2 separate regions of the Mus musculus genome follow, and region 1 is linked to region 2. A link is a contact called in public Hi-C data. All regions are on one chromosome and are shown on one strand. The core of a region is the stretch at or near the end of the contact, and the rest is flanking DNA. Distances in the headings are between cores, read along the strand shown.

Evidence for each region. A called contact is a pair of places that touch in the nucleus more often than the background predicts.
Region 1: a Hi-C map of bone marrow-derived macrophages shows a contact between it and region 2, with 106 read pairs. The contact joins the promoter of Irf8 here to the enhancer-like site in region 2. A contact is called at or near these places in 13 of 39 promoter capture datasets (the 3T3-L1 cell line, the C10 cell line, the HPC-7 cell line and 7 more), 4 of 15 datasets of contacts at CTCF or cohesin (CD8 T cells, large pre-B cells, pro-B cells and 1 more), 91 of 484 Hi-C or Micro-C datasets (the 63-12 cell line, B cells, the BV-2 cell line and 56 more), 29 of 115 datasets of contacts at active chromatin or transcription factors (the 230-238 cell line, CD8 T cells, DN3 thymocytes and 20 more) and 5 of 9 other capture datasets (adipose tissue, embryonic stem cells, liver and 2 more).

Annotation. Positions count from the first base shown.
Region 1 is chr8:120,734,560-120,738,994 of GRCm38.p6, forward strand. Irf8 (interferon regulatory factor 8) reads left to right here and starts at 1,799. Exons shown (of 9, transcript NM_008320.4): 1 at 1,799-1,850.
Region 2 is chr8:120,695,288-120,699,915 of GRCm38.p6, forward strand. All of the region lies in intron 1 of Gm39265 (a long non-coding RNA gene), which reads right to left. Among named protein-coding and RNA genes, the nearest start is that of Gm39265, 3.3 kb to the right of the region's middle. Within about 2 kb of position 1,919, at least 63 of the 459 cell types and tissues checked have an H3K27ac peak or open chromatin away from gene starts, as enhancers often do. A contact at or near this core is called in the BV-2 cell line, CD8 T cells, DN3 thymocytes and 18 more, where this site is marked.

The sequences.
Region 1 (4,435 bases), core at 549-3,048, 39 kb after region 2:
CCTAGCTCCACCCCCGACATATGACTTATGCCAGGAGATCCTACACTGAATCTCTCCTGAGTGGCTATCGCTGGCGTGTGGGAAATGTACACGTGGCTCACATGAGACACCACCTTCATAGCTTCACCCTCAAAGACCCCATCAATATTCAGCTGTGAGTCAGTGCCCATTGTAGGTGGCTTGGGTTCTCTTAGGTCCTGAGTGGAGCTATTTCAGACTTCTAGGAAAACAGTTAGAAAAAAATAGACCCCACTCACACCCCGATGTATATGGCTTCAGGACAGTTGTCAGGCAGGCTGGGCTGGTGTCTTCTAGTGTGTACAGAGACACCTGCTGCTAGGACCAGAAGCTAGGGCTGGTGTCCCTAATCTCTCTCTACCTTTAGCTAAGAGGCAGGCACACTGGGTGGACATTTGGGATCTGTTCTGTGCCTTTGATATTTGTAAGTAGGAAAATCTGCATACGCTTATAAGGTGCCTATTTGGGAAATGAAAGGGGTATAAATGCACACAGGAGTCTGTTGTAGTAATCTGAGCGTGTCTGACTTCTGGACTCTGCCCTTCACAGCAAACACTTATTAAAACACTCCCATATTACTATTAAAGAATTTGAGCTGGACTATGGTGGCACACACCTTTAATCCCAGCCCTTGGGAGGCAGAGGCTAGCAGATCTCTGTGAATTTGAGGCCAGCCTGGTCTAGTTCGGGGACAGCCAGGGCTACAGGGAAACCCTGTCTTGGAAAACAAACAATAAACCCAATAATAATAGTAATAAAACAAATGAGCTTTGAAAAGTAGTTTTCATTTGAAATTCCTTGGCTCCAGGGAACTCCACTTGGCTTTTGACTGTTGGATGGTATTTATCATTGAACTAATACCCGGTAATGTCTTAAGTGCCTTTCAGGTATACCACAATGCTCATCAGGATAAACTAGAGTTAGAAGGTTCTGTTTGGAAAATCCTTATTTGAATTCGTATTTATTTGAAACCTAGCCGTATACTTCTTGTATTTGTGGACCAATCAAAAATTCTTGTCGCGGCTCCAACGTTTTCCTAAGTATTTTAAAAGCCAGACGGGTGAGAGTCCTGTAAGCGTGGCCGCAGGTGTGTAATTGGGCAGCCTGCAACGAAAGTCCCTCTCGACCCTCACCTAAGGCTCCCCGCTCCCACATCCTACTCAGGTTGGGAACAGGCTCGACCGGGCTCCTGACATCACTGGGGGACACAAGGGAACCGATAATGCGTAGCCTTCCTGGGGGCATCCCAGCCTCAGCGCTCGCGACTCCCCTGGTTTCCCAGATTTCCTGCGCAATTTCAGGCGGTCATCCTCCATCCAGGAGGGCGCGCTGCAAGTGGCTGTCACCCAGCACGCAGCTCTGGGACTGGTCTTTGCTCTGAAACTCCAGCCTGAGCAGCTGACACTCAGGGTGCCCCTGGACACGTGCCCGGGACAGAGGCTCTCCAAACCTGAACGACACCCCGAGGATGATCCGTGCATCACCAGCCTCCTTGACCTTAGGCAGACGCCCCAGCCCCCCGGCCATTTTTGGGGCAGCCCCCTCCCCCGCCGCCCCCGGAGTAAAGAGAGAAAAGGACTCCACGGGGTCGGGGACGTGCAAAAGTGATTTCTCGGAAAGAGAGCGCTTCAGAGAAGGCGGATTTGGCAGGCTGCGCTGATTGGGCCGCGCCAGCGCCCCTCCCGCTCCTCAATTAGCTCGCGCGACCGTCGCTCTGCGCGCGGGACCCGCCTTCTCCCCCGCCCCATCTATAAAAGCAGGCGCGCGCGTACGGGCCTCCAGGAGCCCGCGGGCGGTCCCGGAGGCGCGGGCAGCGTGGGAACCGGCGGCAGGTAGGACGCGATGGGGTGGGCGCGGGGGCCGGGGCTGTGGCTCTCCCACCTTCGCCCAAACGGAGTGCACAGCACGTTAGCAGGTGCTTGCTCTGGCTGCTCTCCAAAAACAACAACAACAACCAACAACAACAACAACAACAAAACCCAACCAAATGAACAAACACCTCTCCCTTTAAAATCTGCCTGATGGCCAACTTCATAATGAAGAGAAATAGATCTGCCAATCACCGCGCGGCAGCCCGGCTTCCATGCATGAACTATCCAAAGCTCGCGACTGGGCTCGCCCAGGGACCGACTGGCTTTGATTCTGACTAGTGGCAATCTGATTGCCCAGTGGCGCTGGACTTCTCTGATTGTCCAGTGGCCCAGCTGGCCCCGGAAGGAAAGTCTTCCGTGTGGGTCCCACACAGCTCTCAAGACCAGATTTGCTGTGAGCTTGGCCCCAGGCTATAGGGGCAGACTTTTCCCCTGGTGAGAAAGATTACTTACCCACAGCCGGGAAGGGCGTTCAGGGGGTAGAAACTAATAGAAACCATTCACTAGAATCTTAAAATGGTAGATCACTGTTTTGTTTGTTTTTGTTTTGTTTCTGATACAGGGTATCACTCTGTAGCCCAGGCTCATTCCAATGAGCTCCCGGTTATCCGCCTACCTCTTCTGAGTGTTAGGATTTCAGGCGGAGCTTGGGGGGTGCCCAGGTGCTCAATGGCCCTGTTTTTTTCTTTTAAAGTCAAACGATAAGAGCAGTTTCGTGACAGTTCTAGGTTTGTCCCTTTAAGTTATGGCAGGCTCCTTCATGAAGAACTGGGACCGATTCAGTGTCCCTGAGGAAGCTTGGGGCCAGAAAGAGATGGGTCTGTGATGGATTTCCGTTCAGTGGTGGTCAGACTGTGGCCCAGGGCTGAATGAAAGGGATTACGGTGTGGTGTGAGCCCCGCCAAACATGGCTGGTGCAGATGTTGACAGCTGTGTTAGGCGAGCCTCTGTCCCCTGCCTTGTGAGAAGCCTGACCTAAGACACGTTGCTCTAGATGTAAGTTAGCTGTAGGCAGGATTGGGCCCACAGGGAATGCTGCCTCAAAATCAAGAAGAGGAAGCTAGAATCATGTGAGCGTGTTTATAAACCATTAATTGTCCATAGTTGTAAGAGAGTCAGGCTATGCCTGTCTAGGACCTCAGATTGGCCTCCAAGGCAATAGAGGAGATTGTCCAGGTGCTGAGAGCCGGACCCTGTCAGGTGTTCTTTCATCTGCAGAATGAATGAAAGAAAGCATCCCTTCTGTGTGTACTGTCACTGGCAGGGTGCTGGCAGTTTGTGCTGTGCCTGCCCAGGGGATGGTGGTCCCTCCCAGTCTCTCCCCCTTCCGAGTGTAGAAGAGGCTGGGTTAGAGAATTTTAACCTCCTAGCTTCCATGGTCTGCCATTCACCTTTCCTTTTAAACACCCCTTTTCTCTGTCACCCACCAAGACATCTGTCTTTCACAGTTCTGGGGTGTTGGGTACCCCAGGATCCCTGACAAGAAAGTGCCATTCCTGTTCTGGAAAAAACTCCAGCCATGCCAGGGAAGTCCCTTCAGATTTCAGGAGGCTCAGGGACCATGGGGGTATGGGTCACAAATCTATCTCCAGGAGCTGAGTTGAGGCTTTCAATGGACACATCCTCAGATACTCTGGACCCCTGACCCCAGCTCCCACCCCACCCTCATCCTTAGAGGCCACACAAGACACTACCAAACCAGGAGAGCCTCCTATCTCCTCTCCAGAACAAGCTGTTGGAGCCAGGACTCTACTTGGTTTTAGGGGTACCCAATGCCATTTCAGTTCTCTCCCTAGGTATTCCTTTCTGACTTGTCACTTATGAACTCAGTGGTCTTAGAATACTGGGTTTCTTGAGATAACCTTTCTTTCCTGCCTTTCTTGTGAGGGTCCTTAGACTTAGGAGCCAATGGCTTCCCAAGGTGAAGAGCCCCTGCTGAGGTCAGGGTTTCCCAGCCGTCTTGATGATTTGCTTGAGAGGTGCCTCAGGTGGCACCGCACTTGCCTAGCAGGCACAAGCTCTGGGTCCAGTCCTCAGCACGGGGGAAACGGAGGCAGAAAGAAAGATCAGGCGTCCAAGGCCATCTTCATCAAACTAGGGAGTTGGAGATCAGCCTGCGATACAAAACCCTGCCTCAAAAATAAAACTCAAAACTGACTGGAGTCTGACTCCGCTTTAGCCCTCGCTCCCTTCCAAGCCCACTGGTGGCAGTTAGGGCTGCTGTGTGGCTAAAACCAGCCCTGGAGAGACCTCATCTCCCTCCTCTCAGGCTGCTGCCGTCTTTCCTGGCCCCACTACCACCTGCAAGCGGCCTGGAGTTTCTGACCCTCAGGCCTCTTTCCAGCAATCCTGACTTTGTGGGACATGCTGGCTCTGGATGTGACTATGTTCTTGGGGATATCTTGACTTCTCACTGATGATAACTTCTTTTTTTTTTTTTTTTCCCTACCCCAAGAGGTCATTTTAGTTGGAAGACTAGAAGTGCTGTGTTCTGGTTTTCAGGGTGGGCGTCTGTCCAACTGCTTTGGGGATTTCCAGGCTGTTCT
Region 2 (4,628 bases), core at 669-3,168:
CAGTGTGCTGTGGGCTCAGCTCCAGGTCTTTGCCAGCTTCCCTGGGAACATCACAGCAGGTAGACAGCAGACCCCGCCTGAGTTTCATGTGGATAACCCACAGGCCAAGGGCAACAAACGTCTCTACAAGAAGCCACTTGACCTGCAAGACTAGAGAGGAGTCCCTAGAATGAATTCTACCAAAAGACACTCACTCCTATTGTATGTGTGTGTTGTATATGTTGTGCACACACGTTCATGTGTGTAGTGTATGTCATGTACACATGCTCACACATGTATACTGTTGTTACATGTTCATTATGTGCGCAAACCAGAGTCAACGTCAGATGTCTTTCTCTGTTGTTTTCTACAGTCCTCTCTTAAGACAAGGTTTCTCTCTAAACCTGACGCTCACTGATTGTCTAGACTGGCTGGTGAACTCCATCGGTCTGCTCGTCTCTGCCTCCCCGGCACCAGGATTACAGCCATGTGTTGCCACACCTGGCTTTTTAATGTTTGCTAGGGATCTGCACCCAGGTCCTCATGCTTGCACAGAAAGCACTTTACTAAGCTACCTCTACAGCCCAGGTTGTGTCTGCTTATTACGATGTTAAAAGGTAAACCTGGTGGGCACAAGGTGCGTGCATGCTTGTAGACACAGCCAGACAGAAGGCAGAGGAGAATGCTTGGGGCCTAAAGCTGCAGTCCGGCTTGGATAACAACGGCCTGTTGCCAACCCAACCCAACCCAAACTCAACCTAAGCTACTCGCCACACCCCCATAGTGCCTACCTCATCATCGCTGGTTTAAGACAGGAAAGCCTGTCATCTGGGTGCAGTGAGCATCAACTTGGGAAGCAGAAATTCAGTGGCTGCAAGTCTTCATGTGACTGCAGGCTTGCTCAATTAAACCTCAGTGACGGTGGGCATGCCCCCTACCTCTCAACCCACTTTCCCAAGGAGCATGCAGGTACAAGAGATGAGCCTAAGTGGCTCAGACTCTTCCCTGTCTGCCCCTCCTTCCCCTCAGTGAGGTTTGGGGGAGGATCACACTGAGAAGTGTGGCTTCAGGCTCACTTTATCCCTAACAGCTCTGCTTATTTGAGGTCCTTATGAAGCAGTAAGCTCTCTACTACTCAAAGCGTCCGAGAAGGCTTCCAGGCATCTTTGAGAGAGTGTTTGCTTGTGTAAGGCACAAGACCAGCTCAGCATCTGACAGACAGCCACACATCTGTCACCTGCTCTCAGAATGGAGCACAGCAGGCTCTCCCGTTCACTGACATCCTCCACAGCTGCGTCTGCACTCAGAATCCAGCAGCTGTGACAGAGAGGGGACGGGCTGCAAAGCCTTACTCGCCACGCTCCTGGTCCTTCTAGGGTTAAAGGGTTGGACGGCTGTCCAGATGGATTTCGTCACTTAGATTGGGGTCTGGATGTGGCCAACAACTTCCATCTGCTTCATCTGTGACAATACTACATTAGATCAACAGGAAACATTATTTTCCCAGGAAACAATGTATTACATAGTTACCATGTAAAATAATGTTTTACATAGTTACCATGGAAATAGTGGCAAAGCTTGGTAGGGTGAGGGCCACACCAGTTCCATCATGAAACCCTATGAAGACAGGCTCAGCTCCAATCTCAGTCAGAGCTCCACAGAAAGGAGCCAAGTGCGGTGTCAGCGTGAGAATGCTCCATGCCAGAACTGGTGGAAACAGGATTTTTTTTTTTTTGAGATAGGGTCTCTCTATGCAACTCAGGCTATCCATGTAAACCAGGCTGGCCTTGAACTCACAGAGCTAAAGAGTGCCGGGCACCACACTCCTGCCAAAGCATGAATTTTCAACCCATGAAGTGCAGAGCAGAAGAGAGAAAAACAAAGCGACAGTTAGATGTGTAGAGACGCTCCAGACACCGCAGACCAAAATGCCTGGCAAGCAGCCAGAGGGCGAGCCAGCCGGGGGAGAAGAGCTGTTGCCACAGTGCTGGATGCTGAGGGCCACAGAAGAGCATCGCTAGAGAGACAGAAGAAGGAAAGCGCCATGCTAGACCGGGACCCTACTCAGTTACTGCTCAAGAGGAACAGAGGAAGGGACACAGGCACAGGAGCTGCTCTGCGGAGGACAGCGAGCAAGTGCCACAGAGAGCTGCAAGCAGGGAGGAGGCCTAGTCCTTAAGTTCAAGTCCCATCTTCATCCACCAGATACACTGTCCTGGTGGGACACACCCACTGAACACCCAGACACCCCACAAGAGTTTCTGCAGCGCTGGGAAGCTGGGTTGGTGGTGTCAGGGCTGGGAGATGGTTGGTGGCGTAGGTGTGGAACTCTTACTGAAGCCAGGCTCCTTTATCATCCCAGACTTAGGGAACAAAGCGGGTGGAATCTGCCTGGTTGTTCTCTCACCACTTGACAGGGCAGAGTTTTTTTTTTTTTTTTTTTTTTTTTTTAATAAGAAATAACCTTTTCAGCAAATCCTGCATACTCTTTAACCTCTCGTTCCCCCCGCCCCCCCTCCCCACCCCCCCATAGTTGTGACATGTCTACATGAAATCAGCCACAGGAAGGAAGCCTGCTGGAGAAGCTATTTTCTGAGCATCTCTTTATAGCCCTGATTGCACAACGCTGATACACGGAGGCCGGACTCTCAGCTCAGGCCCTTGGTGGCAGCTATAACTCAAGAATCAAATGTCTCAGAAAGCACAAGAACCATGTGCATGAAGAGAGTCCAAGATAATATTCATACACACACACACACACACACACACACACACACACACACACACACACATGCCTGTACACTGTGTGCATGCAGTACCCATAGAGGCCAGAAGAGGGCACCAGGGGCCCCTGGAACTGGAGTTAAAGATGGTTGTGAGCCTCCATGGAGGATGCTGGGAATTAAACCCAGGTCTTTTGCAAGAGCAGCAAGTGCCCTTAACCACTGAGTCACCTCTCCAGCCTCCCAAACATTTACTTTAAAGAAAGAGACAGAACTGAGAATCTAACTGGGAAGCCAGCCTGAGTGAGGGCGAGCCAATGGGACCCTCCAGAGAGCAAGTTGTGAGCTTAGAAAAGGCCTGGAAAACACACTGTGATCTACTCACAGCAGCTACCAGTATCCTGGGATGGCTGCTCTAAAATGCCCACTTTCAGATATTCACAGCAAAGCCATTGCTGCCATAGGCAGCAAAGAACGGACAGCCACAAGTAGCCCCTCTGAGTTCCCAACACTAACACAGGTGCCAGGCAGACATGCTGCCTGCTCACCCATCAAGCCTCTGTAAACATAGTGGAGTTTGCATAATTGTTCTGTGCTTGGAAGTCCATCTTGTCTTCTTGCTGGCTGCTTCCCAGCTGTGGGGACTCATCCGGCAGCCATGGTAACTTTCCTGCGGTGCCGTTTCCAGCAGGAAATAAGATGAGCCATAACCGACCAGCTGGGTCTCCTTGACTTTTCTTCTTATCCACAACCTCCCATCTCCTCCTCTCTACAGTCTCCTCTTGTGGTCCTGTGGTGGTGCTGAAGAGGGCGGCGTCCAGGCTGCCATTTTTCCTCTGTGGACATGTTAGGATCTAGAAAGCTTGTTCTGAGCAAAGATGTGACAGTTCTTGGGTGCCAGGGAGACTGGCCTCATGGATAAGCAACTTTTACCTATAGAGGCTCTGGCAACTTCCTGAGGTGTGGTGTAGCTGGCCTTTGGCAGTTTTTGTTTTTTTCTTCTTACCCTTTATCCCCCCTAGTTTCACACTAGATAGAAGAGAAACAAGGAGAGAGGAGAGAGAGGAATTAGGAAAATCCCTGAATCTAATTGTTTTCCTTTTGTTTCTTCTATGACCACAGCCACTAACAAATCACAACTAACCTCCCTGAACAACCAACACCAACCACGCTGCCTCTTAGGGCCCTAGCATTTATGTATCCTCTGAAAAGTTTCCAGAATTCCAAATGTCACACTGTTACAAAAATTATCTGCAGCTGGCAAAGCCATGCTTCCGCTGGAGCAGGAGGCAGATCACAGTCAGCTGCTGTGGACAGTCTGAAGCCACCCACATCCCACACGTGGGATTAAAACCAAAGCACAGTCGTGTGATAGTTCTGTGCTTGGTTGTTGTTGTTTTTAAAGAAACCCAGCCCGGCAGTGGTGGCGCAGGCCTTTAATCCCAGCACTTGGGAGGCAGAGGCAGGCAGATTTCTGAGTTTGATGCCAGTCTGCTCTACAGAGTGAGTTCCAGGACAGCCAGGGCTACACAGGAAAACCCTGTCTCGAAAAACCAAAAAAAAAAAAAAAAAAAAAAAAGAAAGAAAGAAAGAAAAAAGAAAACCAAATTCCAGAATTCTCAAAAATGTCACCACAGTGTGGCTTTGCTTGGAAAAAAAGAAAAGGTCTTCAGAGATCAAGGAGCTGGAAATGAGATCATTCTTGGTGACTGTCTGGGCCCTGGGTCCAACGGAAATCCCTTGCAAGCCCCAGAAGAGACAGACACAGGAAGAGGCCATGAGGTTAGAGTGATATTGTCAGGCTGAGGAGTAGTGTCAGTCATTGGAATTGGAAGGAGATGAATCTCTCCTTCCTTCCCAGAGTCCCCAGAGGGAACTGTGCCTTGCAGCTGGACTTCTGGTTTTCAGAACTGAGATAGGGGATTC